Linked DNA regions of Mus musculus: region 2 is linked to region 1. The links are chromatin contacts, called in public HiChIP or PLAC-seq maps. All regions are on one chromosome and are shown on one strand. The core of a region is the stretch at or near the end of the contact, and the rest is flanking DNA. Distances in the headings are between cores, read along the strand shown. Region 1 holds the start of Il4 (interleukin 4). Region 2 overlaps Rad50 (RAD50 double strand break repair protein).

The links. HiChIP or PLAC-seq counts read pairs in DNA pulled down with a chosen protein or histone mark.
Region 2: a BATF HiChIP or PLAC-seq map of CD8 T cells shows a contact between it and region 1, with 12 read pairs. The contact joins the enhancer-like site here to the promoter of Il4 in region 1. A contact is called at or near these places in 3 of 15 datasets of contacts at CTCF or cohesin (CD8 T cells, the G1E-ER4 cell line and the NIH/3T3 cell line), 3 of 484 Hi-C or Micro-C datasets (cortical neurons, nephron progenitors and spermatogonial stem cells), 5 of 115 datasets of contacts at active chromatin or transcription factors (CD8 T cells, the HPC-7 cell line, the SCID.adh cell line and 1 more) and 3 of 9 other capture datasets (adipose tissue, liver and pancreatic islet).

The regions. Positions count from the first base shown.
Region 1 is chr11:53,615,371-53,621,506 of GRCm38.p6, reverse strand. It overlaps Il4 (interleukin 4), which reads left to right and starts at 2,842. Exons shown (of 4, transcript NM_021283.2): 1 at 2,842-3,032; 2 at 3,290-3,337. The coding sequence starts at 2,901.
Region 2 is chr11:53,654,058-53,660,193 of GRCm38.p6, reverse strand. It overlaps Rad50 (RAD50 double strand break repair protein), which reads left to right. Exons shown (of 25, transcript NM_009012.2): 22 at 4,576-4,661; 23 at 5,175-5,317. Among named protein-coding and RNA genes, the nearest start is that of Il13, 22 kb to the right of the region's middle. Within about 2 kb of position 3,188, at least 49 of the 459 cell types and tissues checked have an H3K27ac peak or open chromatin away from gene starts, as enhancers often do. A contact at or near this core is called in CD8 T cells, the G1E-ER4 cell line, the HPC-7 cell line and 1 more, where this site is marked.

The DNA.
Region 1 (6,136 bases), core at 1,593-4,092:
AAGGGCTGGAGAGGGTCTATGACAGTCACTTTCCTGCCCTGTCCCTCCACTGACCACCACTGGCTGGCTGACACTCTTCATCCCACTTTTCCAGCCTCTGCCTTATCTGCTCCATTCACAGATAATGTGAATCTGTCACTTGGGGTGGCCTTGGACGTCCTTTCTAGTCTTTGGGAAGACTTGGAGTCTGGGACTATTCAGACTCTTTTCTCTGACTCCTTCCAACCACTGAAACAAGCAAGACAAACGGAACTTTGCTTCTGAGCGGAGTTGCCTTACTCTATCCCTTTCTGACTATCATCTTCCCACAGAGCCCAGCAGTTAAGGTGCTGAGAGGAAAACCTGAATGGTCTATTCTTTGCTCCAGGGACACTGTGGGATCCAGCCCTCCCCTTCCCTAGGTGTCCTTCTGTGCCCCTTCTTAGCAGGATTCTTCCAGCTATGGATGACAAGTTCCTGCTGGATCTCAGCCACTCGATGCCCCACCCTGGCTCTCGCGCAAGGTCAACCCCAGCCAAGCTCAACTGAGGCGGGATAGTTGCTTCTCCTAGAGGCGACCGACCTTTCAAATGCTTCTAGAGAAGCCCACCCTCGGTTAAGAGCACTGGCTGCTCTTCCAGAGGACGCTAATTCAGTTCTCAGTACCTACAAGAAGGCTCACAACCACCTGTAACTTCAGTGTCAGGGGTCTCAACACTCTCTTCCGGACCCCAGAGGCATCGGGTATATGTTTGGTACACACATGAAAGCAAAATAATCAGATGTATAAAATTAATAATTCTAAAAAAAAAAAAAAGCCAAATTGAAACAAAGAATACTCCTCTACCTGTACAGCGAAGGATCAGCTTCAGAGCCAGAGAGATGCTCATCGGGGAGACGCTCGCTCACCATGTGGCTGAGTGGATCTGTAGGACATCACAGAAGTGGAAGAGGGAAACCAAGCCCAAGCCATAAGTAAATAACTCATTTATCTACTAATTTATTTTAGGTTTTCGAGACAGGGTTTCTCTGTACTCTGTGTAGCCCTGGCTGTCCTGAAACTCACTCTGTAGACCAGGCTGCTCTGAACTCAAGAGATCCCCCTGCCTCTGCCTCCCAGTGCTGGGATTAAAGGTGTGCGCCACCACTGCTCAGCTTAATCTTTTTTTTTTTTCTTGTAATGAACCCCTTTCACCCAAAGAGAGCTCAGGCCTTTACCCTGGCTCGTCGCCCAGGGGAACAGACTTGAAATTTGCCTCGTTGCTTATCATCAGTGGCTGGAAGGTAACAGTTTCCCAAGAATTGACTGTGTCCCTAGGCCTACAGAACATGACTGTGTCCAACTTTACAACAGTCACAGTTAATATATATATATTTGTAAGTGGGGTATGGTGGCTTATATCTGTAACTTCAACACTTGAGAGGTGGAGGCAGGAGAGTGACCATGAATCTGAGGGCAGCCTTACCTATATAAGTTCCTAGGTAGCTTTGACTTCAGAGTGAGACCCTTCAAATTTTTTTATTTTAAAAGTTAAAAAGAAAGAAAGAAAAAAAGAAAGAAAGAAAGAAAGAAAGAAAGAAAGAAAGAAAGAAAGAAAGAAAGAAAGGAGGAAGGAAGGAAAGAAGAAGGGAAGGAAGGCTTATATATTATAAACATCTTCAGTTTTTATTAATTAAATAACAGTAATGGAAAAATAATTTAACACACAATGACAACCTTAGCAACAACTATTTCTAGATGGTCTTCCAGAAATGAGAAGTCAGAATTGGAGGCAGGGACTTGGGGGATATGAAGAACCCTTTCTACTCTGTAAAACAGAGCTTCGCTTCCAAGCAGATGGCAGGGGTGCGGTGCTCACTGCTGGTGGGGGGCAATGAGTACCTCGACAGGGCCTGCATTCGTTAGATTAAGGCAGTGGGCTGGGGGCAGGGTGCTGACTGAGAGGGTGAGAGAGGGCTGTTTCCTGGTTAGTGAAGGATATGTTTTAAGTTCATTGAAAAGGCAGCCAGCCATTCTTGGGCCAATGAGATGGCTCAGGAGGGAAGGTGCTTGCCGCCAAGCTTGTGAGTCTGAGTTCAAGGATCCACACGGTGCAAAGAGAGACCCGGTCTCCTGACCTCCACACTGATGCTGTAGTGCACATAGATACACACATGCTCACATGAAGTAATTTAAAAAAATTTTTTTTTAAATCAGCCATTTCTCAGGCTTCTGTCTAAGGTAGGAAAAATCTTCAACCTAGCCCAGAACCTCCATATAGGTAAAGCCTCATTCCATGGTCCTGCCTGCCCCACTCCATGTCACCTCTCTGTCTCCAAAGACCACAAACTTGTAAGATCAGCTGGTCTAGGATGCGAGAAGGTCTGCCTCCATCATCCTTCTATGAGGTAAGACCCCAGAGTCAGCTTTCCCAAGATATCAGAGTTTCCAAGGGGCCCCCATAGCAGGAAGCAGCTAGGCCCAGGTGTGCTCAAGGCAGACTTTCTTGATATTACTCTGTCTTTCCCCAGGGCGACACCAGCACCCTCGGACACCTGTGACCTCTTCCTTCTCTGCAGGAGGAGAGCCAGTGGCAACCCTACGCTGATAAGATTAGTCTGAAAGGCCGATTATGGTGTAATTTCCTATGCTGAAACTTTGTAGATTTAAAAAAAAAGGGGGGGGAGGGGTGTTTCATTTTCCAATTGGTCTGATTTCACAGGAAAATTTACCTGTTTCTCTTTTTTCTCCTGGAAGAGAGGTGCTGATTGGCCCAGAATAACTGACAATCTGGTGTAATAAAATTTTCCAATGTAAACTCATTTTCCCTTGGTTTCAGCAACTTTAACTCTATATATAGAGAGACCTCTGCCAGCATTGCATTGTTAGCATCTCTTGATAAACTTAATTGTCTCTCGTCACTGACGGCACAGAGCTATTGATGGGTCTCAACCCCCAGCTAGTTGTCATCCTGCTCTTCTTTCTCGAATGTACCAGGAGCCATATCCACGGATGCGACAAAAATCACTTGAGAGAGATCATCGGCATTTTGAACGAGGTCACAGGAGAAGGGGTAAGTACCTATCTGGCACCATCTCTCCAGATACCCAGGTGATACTGCTGGGGCGATTCTAGGCTTGGAGAGCTGAGTTGCTAGAGAGGTGGACGGACGGCAGGTGGCTGAGGCAGGACTAGGGACAAAGCTCAAGAGACCCTGCTACTTCCACCTTGGAGGCAGAGGGAGTCTCCCGGGTGGGGGGTGGGAGGTGTAGCGATGCTTTCTCTGTCCTGCTTGGATTAACTTTTATCTTTTGCTCTGTCTGCATCAAGACGCCATGCACGGAGATGGATGTGCCAAACGTCCTCACAGCAACGAAGGTAAGTGGACCTGAGGGGTCTGCTGTGGCATATTCTGGAGGTGGGAGAGGAAGGTCTCACACACACACACACACACACACACACACACACACACACACACACACACGAATCTGAATGAGAAATGCCTGTGATAGAAACCCAGGAGGCCCAAAGGAGGTGCTTTTATCCTTTGTGGAGGCTGAGTTGCACTCCTCAGTTTCGGATTTCACTAGACTCAGAAGACAAGTCAGAGAAAGCCAGGATTTATTCATTGTAACTCAGATAAGAGTACAGATATCTAGAGTCCTACCTGGCCTTGCTTGATACGGTATCTAGATCTAGATCATAGGAGACACACAATTTGTGCTGTTGAGTGAGAAAATTCTCTCTCTCTCTCTCTCTCTCTCTCTCTCTCTCTCACTCTCAGGCCATGCATTTCTGAAAAAAAAAAAAAAACCCAAATACTCTCTCAAATACAGATATGAAGATTAGAGGTTGAGAAGGCTTTTGCTTTGTCTATGAGACTTCGTATGGTCCCTACAGGCCTCTTTCTGGTCACCTAACAGTCATCTGATGGTGGCCCACTGCAGGGCCTCCTCAGCTCACTCTGTTCCACCCCATTCCCCTAGCTATCCCCTAGCTGGGAGCTGTCCTCTGGCTGGAGTCTGACCATCCCTGCTTCTGCTTGGACATCTCTCTTCCCTTTCTGCCTGCTGCTCTGCCCTGCCCCCCGCCCCTCCATTTGTAGTGGGAGGGGACAGATGTGACAGGCTGATAGTGCATTTTCTCTGACAAACACATGACTTGGCTATGCTGTATCAATAGCTTTGTGCATTTCAGTTCCTGTTTTCATGGAAACACACCACTGAGAATGAAAGGCCCCAAAGTCTTGACTTACCAGTGGTCTCCAGACTGCCTGCTTTTCACATGAGGTCAGGAACAAAGACCTGTGGGGTGGTTGGGGTGACAGACCTGTACCCAAGCCATGGATAGGATTCATCCTGCTTCACCAGAGATCTGTCCTCCCGGCTCGATCCGGATGGTCCCATTCTATTCAAGATTACTCCAGGAGTCTGATGCAGAATGAGTTTCTGAAGGACAGATGTACATGTATGTATATATGTGTACATTCATATGGATATATGTGTCTACATATGTGTCTGTCTCTTTCTCTATCTATCAATATATATCTATCTCACTGTTTTCTACAGATGCAAACTTAAGTATTTCCCAATTCTGAGTCCTACCAGAAACTGAGTCTACTGTCCTGCCCTAGCAAACGCCAGGGCAGGGACCAGCTCTTGAGGACTGGGACCAGAGGAATTGTGGGGTCTGGGTGTGAGAGCCTTTGCTTTTGGCTGCAATTCTGCCGTTCACTAACAGAATGGCCCTTGGTAGGTCTTCATAAACGTTGGAGGTCCGGTGTTTACTTTTGGGGATACAAAGGTTGATTCTGAGGTCATATGAGGGCAGCTGTAAGAATTTAACTGAAAGTGTCTGTGGACGGCTCTAGGACTCGGACCAAAGGCACAGCCTGGCTTCTGAGATGCAATGAGTCTGAGGAAGGGCCGTCAGCCAGGCAAGCCTACAGGGCTCCAAGTCTGGGTCCCCTCCTTGGAGGCTGTTCTGGAAGACTGCATGCACCCACTCCCACCCCTTAGCTCTCATGCTGGCTTTCCTCTTACCCACTCCCACCCCCTAGCTCTCATGGCGGCTTTCCTCTTTCCCACTCCCACCCCTTAACTCTCATGGCGGCTTTCCTCTTACCCACTCCCACCCCTTAGCTCTCATGCTGGCTTTCCTCTTACCCACTCCCACCCCTTAGCTCTCATGGCGGCTTTCCTCTTACCCAATCTGCCCCAGCGTTTACATGAGCTTGAAAAAGCCTTCCATGGCTTCCTTCACACTCGCCTGTTTTGTGGCTCTTCCCTGAGCTGCTTCAGTGCCTCCTGGGTAATTGATTTTCCGCTTCTCCCATTCGGTCTGTCTCTCAAACACTTTGCTTACCTTCACAATATGGCTTATTCACACCCCTCAAAAGTGATATGAGGGGGACTACTTCTTTAGGGTTCCCAAAAGACTACCTTTCCAAAATCTAGTTCCTTTACTTTAACTCTTTTGGGGATCAAAAGTCCCAGCATCTCCAAGTTGGGTAACCCTGTTGGTGTAAGGAGGAGTGTGATGAGGTGAATCTCGGGCATCACAGGCAATACCAGCCGGGATGCTGATGGCCGTTCAAGGATAAGCAAGTGGCAGGCACCAAGCTGGCTGTTCTGGGAAGAGTTTCTGGGGGTTCCATCGGCTGGCTTAGTTCCAATTTTAAAAAAGAGTGTTTAAGACTGAAGCCCTTGAGATACACTGTGTGTGTGGTGTGTGCGTGCGTGCGTGCGTGCGTGTGTGTGTTCATGCATCTGTGCTTGTTCACATGCATGCACATGCATGAATATGTGAATACACATGTGTTTGTGCACATAGTAGCACCTTCTATATTGCTGTCTCCTTCCTTCCTTCTTTCTCTCTCTCTGTCTCTCTCTCTCTCTCTGTCTCTCTCTCTCTCTGTCTCTCTCTCTCTCTCTGTCTCTCTCTCTCTCTCTCTCTTTTTCAAACACAGGCCCTAATTGGCCTGGAGCTTGGCAATAGGCCAAGCTGGCTGCCCAGGAAGCCTCCTGTCTCTCCGCCTCTCCTGTAAGGTACACAATCACATTCAGCTGGTTTTTTTAAGAAAACAAAAACCAAGCCGGTTCTAAGAATTGAACTCAGGTCTTCATGGTTGCAAGGCAAGCACTCTGGCCCCTGAGCCGTCTCCTCCGGCCCCACTTG
Region 2 (6,136 bases), core at 1,939-4,438, 38 kb before region 1:
ACCCTTCACAAATAGACATGTTGGCTCCTCCCTTTCAGTCCATATTGTTTGTGCCTTATGCTTCTCCATACTGCACATCTGCAAGTCTGAGAACACAGGTCCGGGTAGACTTGGTACTTGGTGACAGTGCCTGCCTAGTGCTACTCACCAAGGCGCTCCTGCGTTGCTAACCCCGCTTCCCTCACAGTGCATCAGCACAGTGTGAATGGTATCGCTCTCTTCCCTTTTTTCATTTTCTATTTTTGAGACAAGGTCTCTGTGTAGTCCTAGCTGTCCGAGAACTCAGTCTGTAGACCAAACTGACCTTGAGCCAGTCCTAGATCCACCTGCCACCACCTCCCAACTCACTGTTTTTTTGTTTTTTTTTAATATATAACCATGTATTTCTTTTATGTTCATAGGTGTGTGTGCTTCATTGCTTTTAATGTTTTGTATAATCCATAAAATAGATTTTACCTATTTCAACCAATGACATTAGGACACTTTAAAATTTGTCCACTGCTGCTACCGTATATATGACTTTGCATACTTGTGCAGATAGACCAGAAAGATAGCTTCTTAGAAATGAAGCTACTAGGTCAGAGGGTATGATCATTTTTAACTTAATACCAGATTGGTTCCCAAAAGCACTTTTTGTTTGTTTGTTTTTGAGACAGGGTTTCTCTACATAACTCTCTCTGTCCTGAAACTTGATTTGTAGACCAGGCTGGCCTCAAACTCAGAGAGCCACCTGCCTGTGCCTCCCAAGTGCTGAGATTAAAGAAGAATGCCACCAACACCTGGCCAAAAGCATTTGTAAAGTGTGTATTTCTACTTTCAGTATATGCATAAGACTGTCAGTGTCACCATGACCCACTGTTGCATGAAAATGCTCTGGTTGAAATTGCTCCTTCTCTTTCATTTTAAGTTCTCACTTGTCCTTTAACTTTGTTCACGACACCATTGAGGACTTAATTTATATCTTCATAGTTCTGTACCTTAGTCAGAGCTTCTAAATCCAAGATTACAAAACTTCTTTCTTCTGTTATTCTCTAATAATCTTCCTGACCAGCCTTGGGTAGCAGGTGTGTGCCATTACACTGGTTACTTTAACTTTTATTTTATTTTTTTTTAAAGATTTATTTATTTATTATATGTAAGTAAGTACACTGTAGCTGTCTTCAGACACTCCAGAAGAGGGGGTCAGATCTTGTTACAGATGGTTGTGAGCCACCATGTGGTTGCTGGGATATGAACTCAGGACCTTTGGAAGAGCAGTCAGTGCTCCTACCCACTGAGCCATCTCACCAGCCCTAACTTTTTTTTTTAAAGAATTATTTATTTTATGTATGAGTACACTGTAGCTGTCTTCAGACACACTAGCAGAGGGCATCAGATCCCATTACAGATGGTTGTGAGCCACCATGTGGTTGCTGGGAATTGAACTCAAGACCTCTGGAAGAGTAGTTATTACTCTAATCCACTTGAGCCATCTCTCCAGCCTCGGGTTACTTTAACTTGGGGGGGGGGGGGGGGAAACAGGAGAGAACATGTCTAGTAGCTCTTCATCTTTTTTGCTTTGTTTTGTTTTGAGACAGGGTCTCTGTATGGAAGAGGGTTTCTAGGGCTCATCACTTCAGATGGTCAGTGAGCTTGAGGTCCTCCTGTATTCATCCCCCAATGATGGATTAAAGGCCTGTACCCCGTACCTAGGCTCATTTCTGCTTAATTGGGTAATCTTAATATTTCAGTTGATTTTCTTGAATGTTTAGGTATCCAGTCAAACCTTACCTGCAGAAACTGTGGCAGGTGCCATTGCTGCCTGTCACTTCAGTCCTTTCTCTTTCCTGTCTTACAAGCTTCAGCGCCTTTCCTGGTTATTGTGGGAAGGGTGTTTATGTCTGTGTTAGATTGTTTTTGCTGTTGCTATAGATGCCCGACTGAGACATTTTATGAAAGAAAAGACATTTTCTTCCATTTGTCATATACTTGTGATTTTTACCAAAACTCTGTGCTAGTGCAGCAAATGTTCCTTTTATAGTCACTGGCTCGTCAGTTTTTCTTTAGTCTGATATGCAGTGTTACCTTGGACAACTCTCTTCCTGCTGTACTGTTCTTGCTTTCTAAGGATAACTACTACTCAGTAAGCCGAGATAGGGGGCTGGGGTGGGGTAGACGGCGTGCTTGCCTGAGGTGTGCTTATCCTGGTTTCCATGTACAGCAGGAAAGGCTGGCTCCACAGGCACGTGTTCTATTCAGTGCCCTTATGACTAAACGCATTTAGGATACCTCTCTCATCACAGGAAAAACAAGCCCAAAAGTGTTTGCTGTTTTCAGTTTCTCCTGCTTTCTACTGCTTTGTATACCCAGAAGGTAGACATGCTTGGAAGATTTGACAATACTCTTGTCTGTTCACTCCCTTAAAAACAGACAACAACAAAACTACCATAATCAAAGCTGCTAGTTTCCTAGCCACTTTCTGTATCTCAGGCAAATTTTATAGGATCTGTTTTCGTAGTAATTGGAGATTGGAGAGATGTTATGTGACTTGGAGCACAGCTTGTCTTTCAGAAGGTGAAGCTACGTCAGTGGCTGCTTCTTTAGATGGCCTACTGCAGTCACCTTGGTCATCCCCAGTGGTTACGCACTGTGCTGCTAACTCCCAGAGAGACCCAACTTCAGCTGCCCGGCCAGCCGACCGACCAACTGTAGCAGTCGTCATTTCTGTGACACCCTGAGCCTTTCTGTACGAGGCTCCCTCTGCTCTGACTCTCTACCCTACTTGGTGTGTGTTCTCCATTCACAAGCTTATTTATGTTAGTTACCAACCAGAGGAAAAAAATAACATTTTAAAAGGCCATTTATAAAATTAGGATCCTAGCATATAAAGCTTTGGAAAAGTAATCTTCACATATGATTGGTTCTCGAAACATTCTGTGAAATACTTTTTGTTACCATTTTCCCTTTTTAAGAAAATAATAGCTGGTTTGTCTACACTTTATGAAAGAAGCATAAAGTATCAGGCAGAGATGAGCGTGGGTTAGAAAATGGAGACCTGGTGAAGCAGAGAGGCTTCTCCAGGCTTACTGTTTCAGCAGCCTGCATCTGATACTTAGACGTATTTATGTTGAGTCATTTCTTTCTCTTTGGCTGGTGACCAGAAGATCACGGAATGATTGTACAGAGGCAGCGGCATTACGTTTAGTTTCTTTTTTTGTATATATCAGATAAGAGGCCAGCAAATGGAAGGGAGTCCGCGCACATCCTTTGCATGGTGATAGCTGTGAAACTTGCCTTCCTACCACTGGAGTGACTTTGTTAGTCCTGTCTCCTGAGAGCTGAGGTAGCTAGGGCAGGCATGGTGTTCAGGTTTAACAGGAAGCTTTGGCTTTCACAAGCATTTCTTCTTTCAGTGTCTAGAGACTACTGCTTTAAAAGAGAATTGAAGTAAGGGTAGGCCTGTGGAGGTTAGTGCACACTGGTACTAGCCCTGGTGACTGATGAGAGAGTCAGGCTTCTAAGTCAAGGCCTCCTTTTGAGCCACAGATGCCTTCGGGTTGGTAAAATTCACAGATCTAAAAAATAAAAGGTAGAAGGGGCTGGCTTTTGATGAACCTTAGCAATTCTAGAAAAACTGGCCACGGTGCATGGTGGCACACACCTTTAGTCCCAACACTCATGAATCAGAATCAGGTGGATCTCTGAGTTCAAGGCCAGCTTGATCTAGAGGACAGCCTGTAGAGACCCTTGTCTCAAAGAGAAATAAAAATTCTAGAATGGCCAGACAGCAGTTCCAGAGACTTTACTTTGTTCTGCGACAAGAACCTCTGGCTAGCTACACCCTCAGCCTTAGCACATAGGTCTGCCCGCAACAGGCCTCTTGCCAGTTCTGGAGAGGCTGCCCCCCAATCCCTCTCCATTGTGATCTTAGGGCCTAGGAAAGAAGTCTGTTAAAGATTTATTTTCTAAAAGGTTCTGGGGATTTGTTTTTAGACAGGGTTTCACTGTATAGCTTTAGGGAATTTACTGTGTAGACCAGGCTGGCCTCTGCCTCCTGAGTGCAGGATTAAAGGTGTGTATGTGTGTGTACCACCACACTCAACCCTTGCAGCTTCTGAGTACTTTAAGAAGTCCTTGGATGCCAGAGGAAAAGACGGAGATGCGTGACAACTTGGGGCCTGGCAGTTCTCAATACCAGGGAAATGGCACTGCTTGGTCCTGTTTAACTTTTTTCTAGACCTTTCCATAGTCTACTTTTCTAATTAAAAGTACTAGGGGTCTGGAGAGATGGTTTTGCGGTTAAGAGCACCAACTGCTCTTCCAAAGGTCCTGAGTTCAAATCCCAGCAAACACATGGTGGCTCACAACCATCCTAACAAGATCTGACGCCCTCTTCTGGAGTGTGTGAAGACAGCTACAGTGTACTTACATATAATAAATAAATAAATCTTTAAAAAAAAAAGTACTAGGGCAGTGATATTATTATCATTATTAGTATACATATTCATATATAATTTAGCATATACTACTACATAGTTATGTCTTTCATATAAATAGTACATATTGTATTAAGTAAAACTGACTTCCTTTTTCCAGAGCAATTATGAAATTTCACAGTATGAAAATGGAAGAAATCAACAAAATTATTCGTGATCTTTGGCGGAGTACCTATCGTGGGCAAGGTAACTAACATGGTGTGTCTCAAATGCTTGTTCCAAAGCTCTGCCCACAGCCTCTCCTGTATGACCTTAGTTGCCAGCTTTGCCTTCTCAAACCCCTTCCTGAGCAAGTCTTTGAGAGTTTTCTAAGAATTCTTATCTTTGCAACATCTTACAACAAAATGAAAATGCAGTTTCTCTTCCAAAGCCCTGTACGACTCATATTGGCTGCAGCAGACACATTTAGCTGATGACATAATGGGTTCTGTGAAAGCGCAGATAGGGATAGGCCCAAGTGTGATAAGAAAAGTACCCAAAGGAAACTCTTAGAAAAGAGCTGGGCCCAGGCGGGGGTGGGCCATCCAGGCTGCATCTGGGCAGACCACATGATCTGAGTCTTCCTGGCCAGAGAGTTTGCAAGGCAGCCAGTGCTCCTAAGGACATCAGACTCACTGTCGTCCCAGGCTTCTATGACGATGTGTTTAAGTGACAAAGGTGTAGTGTAGGTTCTCTAAATTACTCTGCTTACTGTCTCAGATATTGAATACATAGAAATTCGATCTGATGCTGATGAAAATGTATCGGCTTCTGATAAAAGGCGAAATTACAACTACCGAGTGGTGATGCTGAAGGGGGACACAGCCTTGGACATGCGTGGACGATGCAGTGCTGGACAGAAGGCAGGTATCAGCAATCTAGGGAGCCATCTTAGCCTGGAAGATGGCCCTGATGTCACAGAAGTCTTAGAGGACCATTACATGAACGAGAAGCTCCTACAGCTTCCTGGCCACCTTGTGAGACAGACATGGCTACCATCAGTGCACCATCCTGGTGCCAGCCAACATGCCCTGTAGCCCTCTGAAGATCACTTTTAAGAAAAAAGGGTCAAGGGACTGGAGAGATGGCTCAGTGGTTAAGACCACTGGTTGTCCTTTCTTAGAGGTCCTAAGTTCAATTCCTAGCAACCACATGGTGGTTCACAACCTTCTACAATGGACTCTGATCCCCTCTTCTGTCATGCAGTCATACAGGAAGACGAACACTCATACATAAATATATTTAAAAGGAAAAGAGTCAAAGTTACTCAAACCCATTTTCACTTCACAGCATTCCTCAAAGTAAAGTCACTGTTTCATGGGCCCCAAAGATGCATTCTGGTATAACAATGGGCAGGAACATCTCAGAACCTCAGAAGTAATAGTAATTATACTGCCAATCATAAATAACACTAGTAGGGGGAAGGACGTGCCTAAGTTGGTAGAGTGCTTGACCAGCATGATCAGGCTTTGGGTTGACCCCACCACTCTCTAAACTTGGCTATAATCCCAGCACATGGAAGTAGAGACAAGAGAGAAGTTCACAGTTAGCCTGGGCTACAGAGTGAGTGAGCCCAGCCTGGGCTACAGAGGGCCATATTCAGATGAACAAACAACACAGCAAACTAGGAGACATTCTAATCTGTGTCACTGAGAATATAGCCCCTGCATGGGCCTTAAGCT